2 separate regions of the Mus musculus genome follow, and region 2 is linked to region 1. The links are chromatin contacts, called in public promoter capture Hi-C maps. All regions are on one chromosome and are shown on one strand. Each heading gives the region's core, a stretch centred on a gene start, on an enhancer-like site or on the middle of the called end of the contact. The rest is flanking DNA. Distances are from core to core; before and after follow the strand shown. Region 1 holds the start of Boll (boule homolog, RNA binding protein). Region 2 holds the start of BC055402 (cDNA sequence BC055402).

Region 1 (6,563 bases), core at 180-2,679:
TTTAAATATTTTGGCAACAAGGACTAATGTCTGAACTTTGCCTTCCAGCAGCATATCCCATTATGAGCATAAGAACTGTACTGTCTACTAAGTTGATCCAATATAATTTTGTGTGATTCAGCCAAGTATTTTTTAAGTTCCTTTTGGATAAGAAGTAAAAGAGGAGCTGAACTGAGGAGTGTAGCTATCTTCCCTAACACAGTCACTGTTCCCTCAAGTTTGTTCATTATGTCAGACCAAGTATTTCCTGTGACAAGTGGCCTTTTTAGAAGATGCTCCCTTCAAAAGTAACTATTCTAGTAGGAAAGAAAAAGACTTCAGAAGAAAAGAGCACTAATCAAATAATAATCAAATCCTTAGTTACAACTGGAGGGATAGAATGCCCAAAAATCAATTCTAGAATATGTACTTAAATCTGAATACACATCTGTGTATTATTCCTTTTCCACAGAAACTCAAACCTGAGAAAATGAGTTTAAATTGTATGCAGAAAAGTATTCCAACTGCTAGGATGCTTCTACAATTAACAAAAATTGTTTCCCATCTTATTTTTGGTAAATAACTAAGCTTTTGGATATTTATTCTTGATAACTAACCTTTGGACATATTAACATTAATATTGTTGCTGCTTACTCTGAGGACAAGTTATGTAACTTTTTACAGTTGCTGATACTGATCTGATGGCTTAAAGCCCTTAAAAGCCAGCCCATTGAGATGAAGAATCGGGGTTGCAGAGCGCTAGGGTTAAAGCTACAGCTTTAGACTTTGACCCAAGTATTTAGCCACCTATTTACAGTAGAAATGACCATAAAGCACTGCACCGGAAACAAGATATGTGTATGATGGATAGTTGCTTATAATAATGACAGTCCTTATTACATGAATTTATCTAACAGAAATTACATACTACTTAAGAGAGAAGGTAGGCTCTCAGGCACTTTTTAAAAAGTCCTTGCAAAGGAGTCTTTGAACGGAGTTCCCAAAGCTATGGGGCCAAGTCTAATGAAGCTGGTTCCCTTCCCTTAGGCTCTCTCCTACTTTTATTTTATTTGCTTGTTTGTTCTTTTATGGGAGAGTGGGGGTGGGAGGGAGAGAGGGAGGGAGGGAGGGAGGGAGGGAGGGAGGGAGGGAGGGAGGGAGACAAGGTCTCACTGTGTAGCCCTTAAACTAACTATCCTTGAACTCGGTATATAGACCAAGCTGACCCTGAACTCAGAAATCCTCCTACTCTGCCTCCCAAGTGCTGAGATGAAATATGCATTATTAGCCAGGAGCGCAGGGCAGCTAGCCTACCAGGGGCCTGAACTGCGCTGCCCCGCCCTCCCTGGCAGGGATGAGTGACAGCGACAGCGACAGGTGCTGAGAGCAGAGGCGTCCGCTGCTTCTGTGTGTGGCGCCCGGAAGGGGGAGCAGAGTTTGCACGTGGGAACTTGTCTTCCTGTCTTCGAGCCAGCTTTCGGAAGTCCCCAGAGGCCACTCTCTGTAGTAGACCCTAGAGGTCGGCCCTCCAGGGCAGGGAAGGCTCGCCGCTCTTGCCTTCCGCGGCGCGTTCCCCTCCGCTCGCAGTGCTCGCGTCCGTCCGTCCAGCCGTCCGTCCTGCCGCCGCTGGCAGTCGCGGTGCGCGCCGTCCGTGCCGCCGCCCCGGCGGCCCCGGGACTTGCGCACAGCGCCACCGCCACCGCCGCCGCGCAGCCCGCCTCCCCCGCCCCCACAGGGCAGCTCGCCCGGCTCGGAGACTGCGCCACTGCAGCCGCCGCCGTCGCCGCCAGGGGGAGCGAGTCCCCGACGGGAGACGCGCCGGCTCGCTTCCTGCGAACGCGCCTTCCAACTTGAGCTTCCCGCGAACTCCGGAGATTAGAAAGATGGAGACCGAGTCCCGGGCGGTGAGTGCTGAGGGCCGGCCGGACTCTGCGCGGCCCGGCTTCGGACGGGCTGGAAAGAGTGGACTTTGGAGTCGAAAGCCTTGCTGTGGGGTTGGGAAGGAACGCGCCGCGGGAGGGCAGCGGGCAGCCCCGCTGAGGAGAGCGGCCCCTCGGGCTGTGTGAGAAGGGGCGCTGGGGGTGGGGGAGGCGGCGCTGGCCCTCGGTGGGGCGGACGGGCAGCTCGGGGGAAACGGCCATCGGCCAAACATGCCTAGCGAGCGGCCGCCCTCAAGTGTTCCCGCCCGGACGGCGGCGCCCTCGACGGCTCGCCCTTTTCAGGACACGTTCTCGCGGGCACGAGTTGCGCGGCCGTCGTCGACGCCCCGACCCGGGGCAAGGCCTGAGCCCGGGAAGGCCTGAGCTACGCGCGCTGCCCTGTCAGGCCTGGGCCCGGCTGGGGCCTAGGGGCCCCCACCGCCCCCGCCCTCCCAGTGCAGCCTGGTAACGTGCCGCGCCCCGCCCCGTGCCCGGCCGCCAGCCAATCAGCATGCGCCCACGCAAGGCCGCGGCCCCGCCTTGCACGAGGCGGCCAGCGCGTGGTAGGTGCCGTTGAGGGTTCCCGCCACCGCTGCTGGCGGGTTTGCCTGACAAAATTTCTCGCTGGCTGGCCTTCTTTTCCCTCCCGCACTTTGGTGGGGAGGGGGGAGACCCTCGTGTCGGTGTCCCGGTCCACGATGACCCGAGAGAACCCGAGGACGTTGTCAATCCGGCCATTTGCCCCATCGCCTCAGCCTGCTGGCCTCCGAGGGGAAGGAGCACCGAGGCGGTGACTGCGACGGTTAGCCCACCTCTTCCTTTGTCTTTGCAAAGATGATCCATCTCGAGGTCGAGGTTAAGCCTCAGAGGAGACGGCACTAGGGCCATGTTACCTTGGAAGAGCATCTTAAGAAACTCGTTGGTGGTCGAGCTTTACGGGGAAGCAGAGGGTCCAGACTAAGGATCCTGGAGCAGGCAGCCTCCTAGCTCCATGCTTTCAAATGGTTGACAGTGGGAGGTTCCCTCTCCTCAAATTCAGTGCTAACCTCGAAGGAACTTGATGTTACCTCTGTCAGAGCCTTGTTGCCTCTAACCATAAAATGGGTTCTAGAATGTTACTGATACTTCGGTCCTTACCCAAATGTTGACCAAGTACCAAGCAGGTCTCTCCTGAAACCTGGTTTATACAGTCAACAGATAGATAGGCACTGAACACTTGCTATGCGATGTTTCTGTTTTGCATGTCGCAGTGAGTTAAAAAAAAAATAGGCAAGCATCCTGTCTTCATGAATATTACAGCATAGTAATATATTACAGGTATATATGTGGTATCTTAGAAAATAAGAAAGAAAGCCATAACATCCACACTGGAGCCTTAAAAACAGGGACTGAAGTGATTTGGTTGTTTTAAAATCATTTTCTCAGTGTTTGAGGTCTCTTCACTTGGGACTGATTTCATCCACCTCTCACAGGAAAATGGAGTCTTCTTACTTAAACTTGAAAACAAACTAGTACTTCCATTGAACTCCTTTGTTTTTACAGAATTTTGTGAAGACATCATTATTTAACAAATTCTATACTAGAAATAAATTGGCACTGATATTGATATGTTCAGCCTTCTAAATTAGAAGTATAAACATAATGGATATATACCAATTTGTTTTGGGTTTTTTTGTTGTTTTGTTTTTTACAAGACAGGGTTTCTCTATGTAGCCTTGGCTGTCTGGGAACTCATTCTATAGCCCACAGACACATTTGTAATTGAGTTGTCTGTGAAGTCATTGGTCAAAGGAAGAAAGTACACCATGGGGCCTCTCAGGTGTTAAGAACACAATTTATACAAAATGGGCTTGAGACTTTTAGAATTCCAGGTAGAAGGGCTTTACCTGAAATGCGTATTGTAAGGAAACGGGAATGTTTCTGTGGTTGTGTGTATTATTGCTTTAAAAGTAAGATTGGTAAAGGAGAACAGTTGCTCAGAATATCCAGGATTAAGCAATGTTTGGTAGTTCTTGTGGTTTAGACAGTGCTTTTGTTTTTATAGGTATTTAGACACGATTAAAGAATTTTTTTTATCTTGCTCCATTATAATTACAGTGACCTTGTCTAATGCTGATGTTCTGTTAACAAGAGAACACCACTGCCTAACTGAGTGCCAGGCCAACTTAACACCTGGACAGAATGGTTGAGACAAAGCTTCTCCAGATATCTGAGTCTTTTTTTCTCCCTCTTTGACTTCTTTATGAATTTAGTATTCTTCCTTAACAAATAGCCTATCGCATAATTAATGTAAGTACATTTGAGTAGTACATTTAATAGTAAGCAATTCTGTAGAGTGAAGTACTGTGCTTCATTTTTATTTCTCCCCAAAGCTATAAGCGCTAAAGATTTTAAATTACAATCTTTGTAATTTTAGAATAAAGTCAAGTCTAATATGTCATATTTTGCCTAAATGACAGCTTTGATGATCCTATATTAAAACTTATACCCAGTGCTAAAAGCATAAAATGACTTTATTTTACAGCAGTCAACAAATCAGACACAAACAGATTCATTATCTCCATCCCCTAATCCTGTGTCACCTGTGCCTTTGAATAACCCAACAAGTGGCCCAAGATACGGAACTGTGATCCCTAACCGCATCTTTGTAGGAGGAATTGACTTTAAGGTATCTATCTGTGGGTGCAACAAGGTGGGGGACAAAAGTGTTCTGCTTCTCTTTGCAGGAGGATACTTCATTTTTCAGCAAATATTTCCTTATACAACTATAAAATTACATTTGCACATTGGTTAATATACAAATGGTTAATATAAAAATGGGTTTCACATTGCATTGGTTTAAATACAAATAACACTTAATACTTAAGTTTTACTTTCCTATACAGCACTCCAATCAACTGGATAAATATTTCAATTTTTAAATGAAAACTTAATCTAAAGATTTTAGTCTTGTAAAACTCTGTATCTTTATCCCAACCTTTATTCTTGCATTCATAACTAATGTCCTAGAATTCAATTTCTTACAAATAGCTTTCTTTGATAGGGTTTATTATCTGATAATTTAAAAGCCCTTGTGGTCCAAATAGAGAATCGGTTAAAAAAAAAAAGTGTGCTTAATCAACTAATCAGCTATTTCACTCTTTCAGAAAAGCATATTTGAAATGATTCACAGTATTCCATACAGGGAAGGTATACAGGAATATTTTTAATCAAATATTCTTTTTTTATGAGTCCCTTTTTTTAATTAAATATTTTCTTCATTTACATTTCAAATGCTATCCCCAAAGCCCCCTATACCCTCTGCCCGCCCTGCTCCCCAACCCACACTCTTCTGCTTCCTGGCCCTGGCATTCCCCTCTACTGGGGCATATGATCTTCGCAAGACGAAGGGCCTCTCCTCCCATTGATGGCTGACTAGGCCATCCTCTGCTACATTTGCAACTAGAGACACAGCTCTAGGGGATACTGGTTAGTTCATATTGTTGTTCCACCTATAGGGTTGCAGACCCCTTTAGCTCGTTGGGTACTTTCTCTAGTTCCTACTTTAGGGGCCCTGTGTTCCATCCAATAGATAACTGTGAGCATCCACTTCTGTATTTGCCAGGCATTGGCATAGACTCACAAGAGAGACCTATGTCAGAGTCCTGTCAACAAAATCTTTCTGGCATATGCAATAATGTCTGGGTTTGGTGGTTGTATATGGGATGGATCCCCGGGTGGGGCAGTCTCTGGATGGTCCTTCCTTCTGTCTCAGCTCCAAACTTTGTCTCTGTAACTCCTTCCATGGGTATTTTATTCTCCATTCTAAGAAGGAACAAAGTATCCACACTTTGGTTCCTTCTTCTTGAGTTTCCTGTGTTTTATAAATTGCATCTTAGATACTCTAAGTTTCTGAGCTAATATCCACTGATCAGAGAGTGCATATCATGTGTGTTGTTTTGTGATTGGGTTACCTCACTCAGGATGATATCCTCCAGATGCATCCATTTGCCTAAGAATTTTATGAATTCATTGTTGTTAATTGCTGACTAGTACTCCATTGTGTAAATGTGCCACATTTTCTGTATCCATTCCTCTGTTGAGGGACATCTGGGTTCTTTCCAGCTTCTGGCTATTATAAATAAGGCTGCTATGAACATAGTGGAGCATGTGTCCTTCTTACCAGTTGGGGCATCTTCTGGATATATGCCCAGGAGAGGTATTGCTGGATCCTCCGGTAGTACTATGTCCTATTTTCTGAGACTGATTTCCAGAGTGGTTGTACCAGCTTGCAATCCCACCAACAATGGAGGAGTGTTCCTCTTTCTCCACATCCTCGCCAGGATCTGCTGTCACCTGAATTTTTGATATTAGCCATTCTGACTGGTATGAGGTGCGACCTCAGAATTGTTTTGATTTGCATTTCCCTGATGATTAAGGATGTTGAACATTTTTTCAGGTGCTTCTCAGCCATTTGGTATTCCTCAGTTGAGAATTCTTTGTTTGTTTACTTCTGTTCCCCCCCCCTTTTTTTTCTTTTTTTTTTTAAATATTTTAATTAGGTATTTTCCTCATTTACATTTCCAATGCTATCCCAAAAGTCTCCCATGCCCTCCCCCCACTCCCCTACCCACCCACTCCCACATTTTGGCCCTGGCATTCCCCTGTACTGGGGCATATAAAGTT
Region 2 (7,234 bases), core at 3,597-6,096, 1.9 Mb before region 1:
TTGTTGGGACTACAGCTTCAGAGGGTCAGGGCCTGACTATCAAGGTTGGGAGCATGGCATCAAGAAGGTGGGCATGGTAGTGGAGTAGAAGCTGAGGGCTCACATCCTTATCTGTAAGTAGGAGGCAGAGAGAGAGAGAGAGGAAGAGAGAGAGAGAGAGAGAGAGAGAGAGAGAGAGAGAGAGAGAGAGAGAACTGCAGATGGCATGGGCTTTTGAAACCTCATTGCCCTCCCCCAGTGACACACCTCCTCCAACAAGACCACATTTCCCACCAACCTCTTCTGAAATCTACCAACCGGGGACCAGTTTGAAATATATGAGCCTAAGGACCCCTTCTCATTCAAATTCCCCAGTCTGGATCCTTGTTCAGGATAGCAACCTCACACCTCCTTTTTTCTGACTTTTCCCTGCTTCCTTCTCCGTTGTCAGCTTTGGACAGACCACTCAGCTGCTGAGGTACAAGCTAAGAGGCGCTGCTTTATAATGGAAGGGGGTTTAAGCAACACTCTTTCTTCAGGCCCATAAGGCAAGGGCCACAGTGCTAAGCCTTCCACTTCCTGGAGAAGAATGATGTTTGTGATCAAGGCTTAGAGTTCTCCAGTGAGAGAGCTCATGAGTGTGTATGTGTGTGTCACTTCTTGTCAGTCTCACAGGCCTCACTTTGGATTAGAGGGAAGCCTTTGCTCCATTCAGTCTTTTGACTTCAGTGTAAATAAATCTCATCCCAACTCCATCCTCACAGACACATGGAGAGGATGTCTGGCCATGTCTCCGAACATCACGGCCCAGCCAGGCATCACTGTGTACAAACACTCATTGTTTTGTGGGAAGAAAGAGTTCCAGTTTCCAGTGTGTTCTATTATAAAAAAGAATGGTTCCAAACAAAGAACTGTGGCTGGGCAAGCTGAAGGAGGGGAGGGGGAGGAGGAGACCTCTCAGCCCCAGGGCAGGTTGGCTTGTACAGATATCCTTATCCCGAGTGATGTGGGAAAGGCTGAGAGGACACAGGTGAGAAAGAATCACCAAAAGAAGGATAGAAGAGAAGTCTGTGGGTAGAGGGCAGGCCTTGGGCTCAGCCTGGAGGATGGGGAGTCCCACACTGCTCTGGGATCACAGGCTGCTCCTCATTGCTGTCTGCCTGTCTGTGGACGGTACAACTGCCTCCCCTCCTCCATATTTAGTGGTCCGACTGTGGCTCTCTGCCACTAGGTTTATATGAAGCAATAGATAAATGTCAGCACTTAGAAACTACACAACCTCCTAAACAGCCCCCCTAGACTAATAAACATTAAAAAAAAATCCTGATGTAGGCAGCCTGACAGGCTCATTGGTGGGGGGTGGGGGGGGAGGAGATAAAGTTTCCCTTCAGGACATTTATAATTTACATAATAAAAAGCTTTTCACCTTCCAGTCAAGGGAGCAAAATTAATTACCGTGGCCCTTTTACCTCATAGAACATTTTTTGCTTAAACTGGCAGGAACAATTTGTGAAGTCTTAAATAAGGAGTGAGAGTTGGGCCAGGGTGTGGGTAGATGCTGGGAGGAGTCAGAGGGTTCTGGAATGGTCTGGCAGGGCTGGGCTGAGCTCTGCATTCAGTAAAAATATCTGTGGCCTGACCTGTCCTTTTGGTCCACTCAGCTTGAAATACCTCGCTAATGATAATGGACTCCCACAGTCTGAGGCCCTGTAATCACCCACCCACCCCCTCAGACAGATGTTGAATGGATGGTCACCAGAAGGGTTGTTTCGACCATATCTTTCCGTCATGTCTTGTCCCTTTCTCTTTTGGGCCCCATTTCAAATAACAAATAGGGAACCGGATGTTCCTGTATCCCTGGCTCTGAAAATATACGGGCAGCTTCAAAGTCCCGTGATTAGGGAACCGTATTAGTTATCCATAGAGTCTCTCGTTCGAAATACACCAAGCTCTTTGGAAAGCTGGCAGCACCAGCCCAGTCCCATTAATTCTCACTGTGCTCCTGTGAGGGAAGCAGGTGGCTCTCATTATTTGGGCTATTTTGCAGATGGAGAGAGAGAGGCGGAGGGACGTTAAGTGTGGCAACCACTTCACATGGATGAGCTGGGAACAGAAGTGGCATTGGGCCTTCAAGGTTATAAGGGCTCCTGAGAGTTGGGAAAGATCCATCTGAGTGTCTCTGGAAAACAGGTGGGGGTCATGGAGATGAGCGTGGGAAGCCTAAACCTCCTGCCCTTTATAAGGGAGGAACCATCACTGGTTTCATGTGCATTGCTGATTGGTAGCACTTACAGTAATTGCACAGAATGGCAAAAGGGGGTGGCAAAGGGTGTCGAGGTGAAAAAGACAGCTTGTCTAAGCTTGCTCCCTAATCTTGGATAAACAGAATATTTGCAGACAAATATGGTGGTTGTTTTTATTCCAAGACTCAGAATTTTGGGAAGGCAATGTGTGGCCAGCATTGACTGTAGAGATCTACCCACATCAAGTTTGGCAGGGTCCCTCCCCTTCTCCTTTGGCCTCTGCAGTGCTGATGTGATTGACATTTCGTTAGCTCTCTCTGGATTCTGGTGTCCTCCATGTTGCACAGCATCCCTAGGTACCTGTGACTTTTATTCTCCTGCTCGAGTTGTCATCTTGGAGGCGTACTGCCTCTGTCTGCCATCCTAGACCTAGCCCTGGAAGCCTCTAGCCTTGGTACAATGTAATTTAGGCCTAGAATGGTTTCAGCTCTGAGACTTACTGCTGAATAAGTTCACCCTCTCTTTTTCTTTCTCATCTCTGGCTGACTGGTTAACTCAGCTGTTGACTTGAAACTTCTCTCTGTGCTAACTGACTCAAACTGGCTTCTTTCCGTTCCTACTGAATTGCTCCACTTGGCCTCATGCTAAATCTAGCAATCTGTTCTAATATTCTGGCTCATTCTCTGTCCTCTTCTGTCTTCACTGGTGTATAGCTTGTTCTCTCTTTAACCTGTCTCTGTAAAACTCTGCCTGTAAAATTTCTTCCTCTCTCTCCCTGCACTGCCCCTCAAGTAGCTCCCCTTTCCTCTCTCTCTTCTCGTGAGAATCGGACATAGCCTATTCTGCCAAATCTTTCTCTGATTTGTCACTTTGTCTGCCACTCAATTAGGTATCACTTTTAAACATGGGAGCTTCCTCTATAAACTAACTTTCCAAGTTTGTTGTTTGGAATTAAAGGTGTGTGCTAGAAGCATGCCTGTATTCTAACTAGCAGGATCAAAGGTATGCGCTAAAGGCTGGGCCACACCATAGCTAGAAACACTATCTTTGGATTCACTGTGTGATCAAGTATTCTGCAACACCCCTACTTCTCACTCTCCATGTAATGACAGTCAAAGTTTGGTTAGAGCCAGTTTTGTGGGAGTGAAGGAGCAACAATCAGGGCCTTTTCAATTACTCTGGGAATTCGACTTTTCCCACCTGACTTTTGGTGTACAGACTAGCCAGGGGAAGTTACCAATCTGGGAAGAACTGGAGAATCTAGGGAGTGCTTGAATTGGAAACGAGGTAGATATTGTGGGTCGTTTACTTGTGGCTCTGTTGCTGCTTCTCTGGGGCCAATGAAATGGTCATTTTCCCTAAAAAATACAAAACCTGTGGGCTGTGTGCAATGTCTGCTGGAGTCTGTGGCCAGCTTTCTCAACACTAAAGTTTGGGCCAAAAAAGCAGGTGCCACCCAGAATTGGTAAAAATCAAATGAATCAGCTCATAGAAAGCACTTCACTGTCTAGTGACAGTGAACAGGGGCAAACCTCAGCATTTTAGCCGTAAGGGTTGGAGTATAACCTGGTTTTAATAGCATAGTTTATTTCAGACATGACCTGACTAAACCAAACAGCCAGTTTCATTTGCATGGTGCTATGGTTTGAATGTGGTCTGTCCTCTCTAAATGTAATGTTGAAACTTAATCTCCATTATGAGAAATTAAGAAGTGGGATTAGACAGGTCTTGATTAGGGCTCTGTCATCATGGATGGATTAATGGGTTACTGGGTTAAGGGTTATCTCTGGAGTAGGTGTGCCATGAAAGCCATCTAGGCAAGATCTCTTACCATTTTGATGCTGTGTTGTTTCTGGACTCTGTCAGGCAGAAGGCCACTGCTAAGTATATGTGACCCCTTAACTGTGAACAAAAACCACGAGCTCCTCTTCTTTAGAATTTACCTGGAGTGTGGCATTGTGTTATTAACAATAAAAAATGAAATTTTCTCCTCATTAAGAGAGCAAAATTAATCACCATGACCCTTTTACCTCACAGAACATTTTTTTTTTTATTAAATTGGCTGGAATAATTTGTGAACTCTTAAATGAGGAATGAGAGTGAGATGGGGTGTAGGCAGATGCTGGGGAGAAGGCAAGGCAGCCCCTTGGTTTCTACAAAGTTCTACAATCATCTGGCACGGCTGGGCTGAGCTCTGCATTCAGTAAAAATAACCCGAGGGGAAGAATAATGGTTCAGATATGCCACAGTCTGGTATTGATGGCAGATAACTGGCTAAGTTGATTGCTAAGATGTCATAAACTCTCTGCAAAATGGTCCTCTAGACTTGGCTATCACAATTCCCTTATCTCTGTTGTACTTTACACACATCTGTCACCAGTATGCATCTGCTACAGGGAGAAAACAACGGTAAGGTCTTCTCTCAGGAAGCAGGAAGGCCTTGGCTGAGGAAAATCAGGTCACCATGAGAAGAGCCAAGTGTGGCTCACGTGACAAAAGAATCTCTTTAATTAGGAGGAAAAGTTGAGTTGAGTCTTCATGAAGAAGCCAGTGTTAACCAGGAAGCCTTTCAAAGGGAGGGACAAGCAGGGACTGATATAGCCAGGGAGACTCTGAGTGGACAAGGACCTGGGTGACTTCTGAGGGATAATGAAGGGCTGAGAAAGGCTGCCAGGTCCCAGCTCTTATAAGTTTTCCATTGTGCAAAGACGTCTGGATCTTATCCTGTAAACCAGAGGGCTCTGGAAGCAGCAGAGAGAGGAGACCTTTTTTTCGACCTTCATGCTCACCCAAATACCAGGTCAGCTGGGGATTGAAGGATGGCCACCATAGACGAGGTACAACATACTCCTGGGGGGAGTCTGGTAAATTCTCTTAACGCTGCATGGCCTTTGGCCTTTCAAGCCACTTTCCTTGGTGTTGGGACACATGAAGGCTTTCAGCAAATATGAGAAGGTTTAGAGAACTTGATGCATAAAGGTTGCACTGGGCTAAAGTGCCACTCCCCAGGCAGTATTTAGACAGCAACTGTTCCTTGGGGCTCCTTGGACACGGATGTGAGGAGAGAAGGCTGCAGCTGATTTCCCAGAGGTGGGTGTGCAGGGGAGGAAGCAGGAAGCAGCTGATGCTCCCTCTGCAGTGCCAGTGTCTCCCTGTGGGAAGCCTTCAGTAACAGCTCAGGAAAACCCATGCTCAATTTGGGAGTGAGTTCTGGCTAACATCAGTTTGAACTGGGGTGCAGTGCTAACTCAGCTGCTTGAGTAACTTCAATATTCCTTCTTACACGCAAGCTTCCAATAGCCTTTATAAGGATGACCAAATACAGGAGGGGTGACAAGGTTTTCTTTCCTTGTGGGAAGTATATTTGAAGTACTTTCAGATGGTTTAAACTGAATCAATTAAAAAAAAAAAGACCGTTTTTTTTTTTCTGACCCAATTTCTTCTTTCTTTTTCAAATTCTTGCTTACATTTCAAGAGCTGCTTTGTTCTGTTTTCCAAGTTAAAAATTCATGGAGAAGAGGAGTTTAAGAAAATGAAGACAATGTGAAATTAAATTGCAAGGGTGGGGGCAGGAGGGGGTAGAGATATTAATTAGCAATCTAGAATTAAATTAAACATGAAATAGACATTCCCAGGTCAGGAGGAGGTCTTGGGAAAGGGGAGGAGAATTTGAATGTGTGGATGTTCTTTTCTGTATAAATTTCAAATTGAATTTGGCTTTAGGTTTCTGGCAGCAGAGATGTTGTTCAGAGCACGCTGGAAAATGGAGGCTTCTCGATTCCCACTTTTAGCTCGCACCATTCTGCCGAGACAACTTCTCGCCGGCTTCAGTGAATGGCGGTGAAATGCAAATCATAACGGAGGAGAGCTGGCCTCCGGGGAAAGGGGGTCTTGGATGGTTTCCAAGGTCTGGAACACAGAGGAAAGACATATTTCTTTGTCACACACAGTAGATTCTCCCTGAGGGTTTCAGCGATGGGAAGAAATGATGGGAGGGGGGGTGGGAGTGTGGTGGTGGAACTCATTAGAACGTTCTTCTCTCAGATGAAAAGCCAAACAAAAACAAACCTCAGTGAGTGTGAACACAGGCAAGCTGGAGGCCTTGAGGCCTCTCACAGCACACGCCATACAGCACGGTTATCACCCGGGCTGCCGAGTCGTGGACAGCTCTGTGACCTCCCTCTGTGACCCCTGGGCAGACACGTGTATGGATTTACCATGCAATTTGACCTGGTATAGGAAAGATGTCAAGCAAGCCTGCAATGAAGATTCTGTGTCCAGGAGAATTCAAAAGACATATTCTCAGGCTCAGTTCCTTTGAATATTTAAATCCATGCATATACAGAGGGGGAATTAAATCCACGTGTTTCTGATTTGTCTACACTTAATTCATCAAGTTCTATAAGTTCTATAAGAATCATTTGATATATATATATATATATATATATATATATATATATATATATATATATATCCTTATTTGAAACAGGATGTTGCTTGTGTCCATAACAGCCAAAAAGGAAAATAGAGAAACCTAGAAAATGTCTGAATCTGAACTTACAACCCAGAGTTGTGAGGCAGGGGAAGTAGTGGGAGGCCAGTGAGGAGCACCACAATTTGGCAGAACTGTGAAATAGTCTCCTGCTGTCAGTTATAGAGCTAGGACGATTCTCCCCGTCTGAGTTTCTCAGGAAAAGCTCATGTATAGGACACCATGCGTGCTGGCAGTCTTTGCCACATATCTGCTTGTAATCCTCTGTGGAGTTTTCCCCCACGGTCTCATTCTTGAGTGTTCCGAACTTCACGCAGGTCTTCATTAGGACCAGGGCCCTGTGCAGTAAGAATACAATACATTTCAAAACCAGCTTGGTGCTCCGTAGATAAACTCCAGTGATTTTTTTTTCAAATACAATGTTAACTCTCACACAAAACCAGTTTTTGTGCTGCTTGGCCTGGTACAAGGTGCTGCTCTCCTCTCAGGGCTCCAAGAATGTGGCGTGGATGTTTCTCGT

Evidence for each region. Promoter capture Hi-C pulls out the DNA fragments that hold promoters and counts their contacts.
Region 2: a contact with region 1 is called in a promoter capture Hi-C map of hippocampal neurons, with 25 times the contacts expected there. The contact joins the promoter of BC055402 here to the promoter of Boll in region 1. A contact is called at or near these places in 10 of 39 promoter capture datasets (the 3T3-L1 cell line, 3T3-L1-derived adipocytes, HPC-7-derived erythroid cells and 5 more) and 2 of 9 other capture datasets (adipose tissue and liver).

Annotation. Positions count from the first base shown.
Region 1 is chr1:55,358,619-55,365,181 of GRCm38.p6, reverse strand. It overlaps Boll (boule homolog, RNA binding protein), which reads left to right and starts at 1,429. Exons shown (of 11, transcript NM_001368767.1): 1 at 1,429-1,883; 2 at 4,423-4,566. The coding sequence starts at 1,863.
Region 2 is chr1:57,212,608-57,219,841 of GRCm38.p6, reverse strand. BC055402 (cDNA sequence BC055402) reads left to right here and starts at 4,846. Exons shown (of 7, transcript NR_037990.1): 1 at 4,846-5,022; 2 at 5,946-6,129; 3 at 7,203-7,234.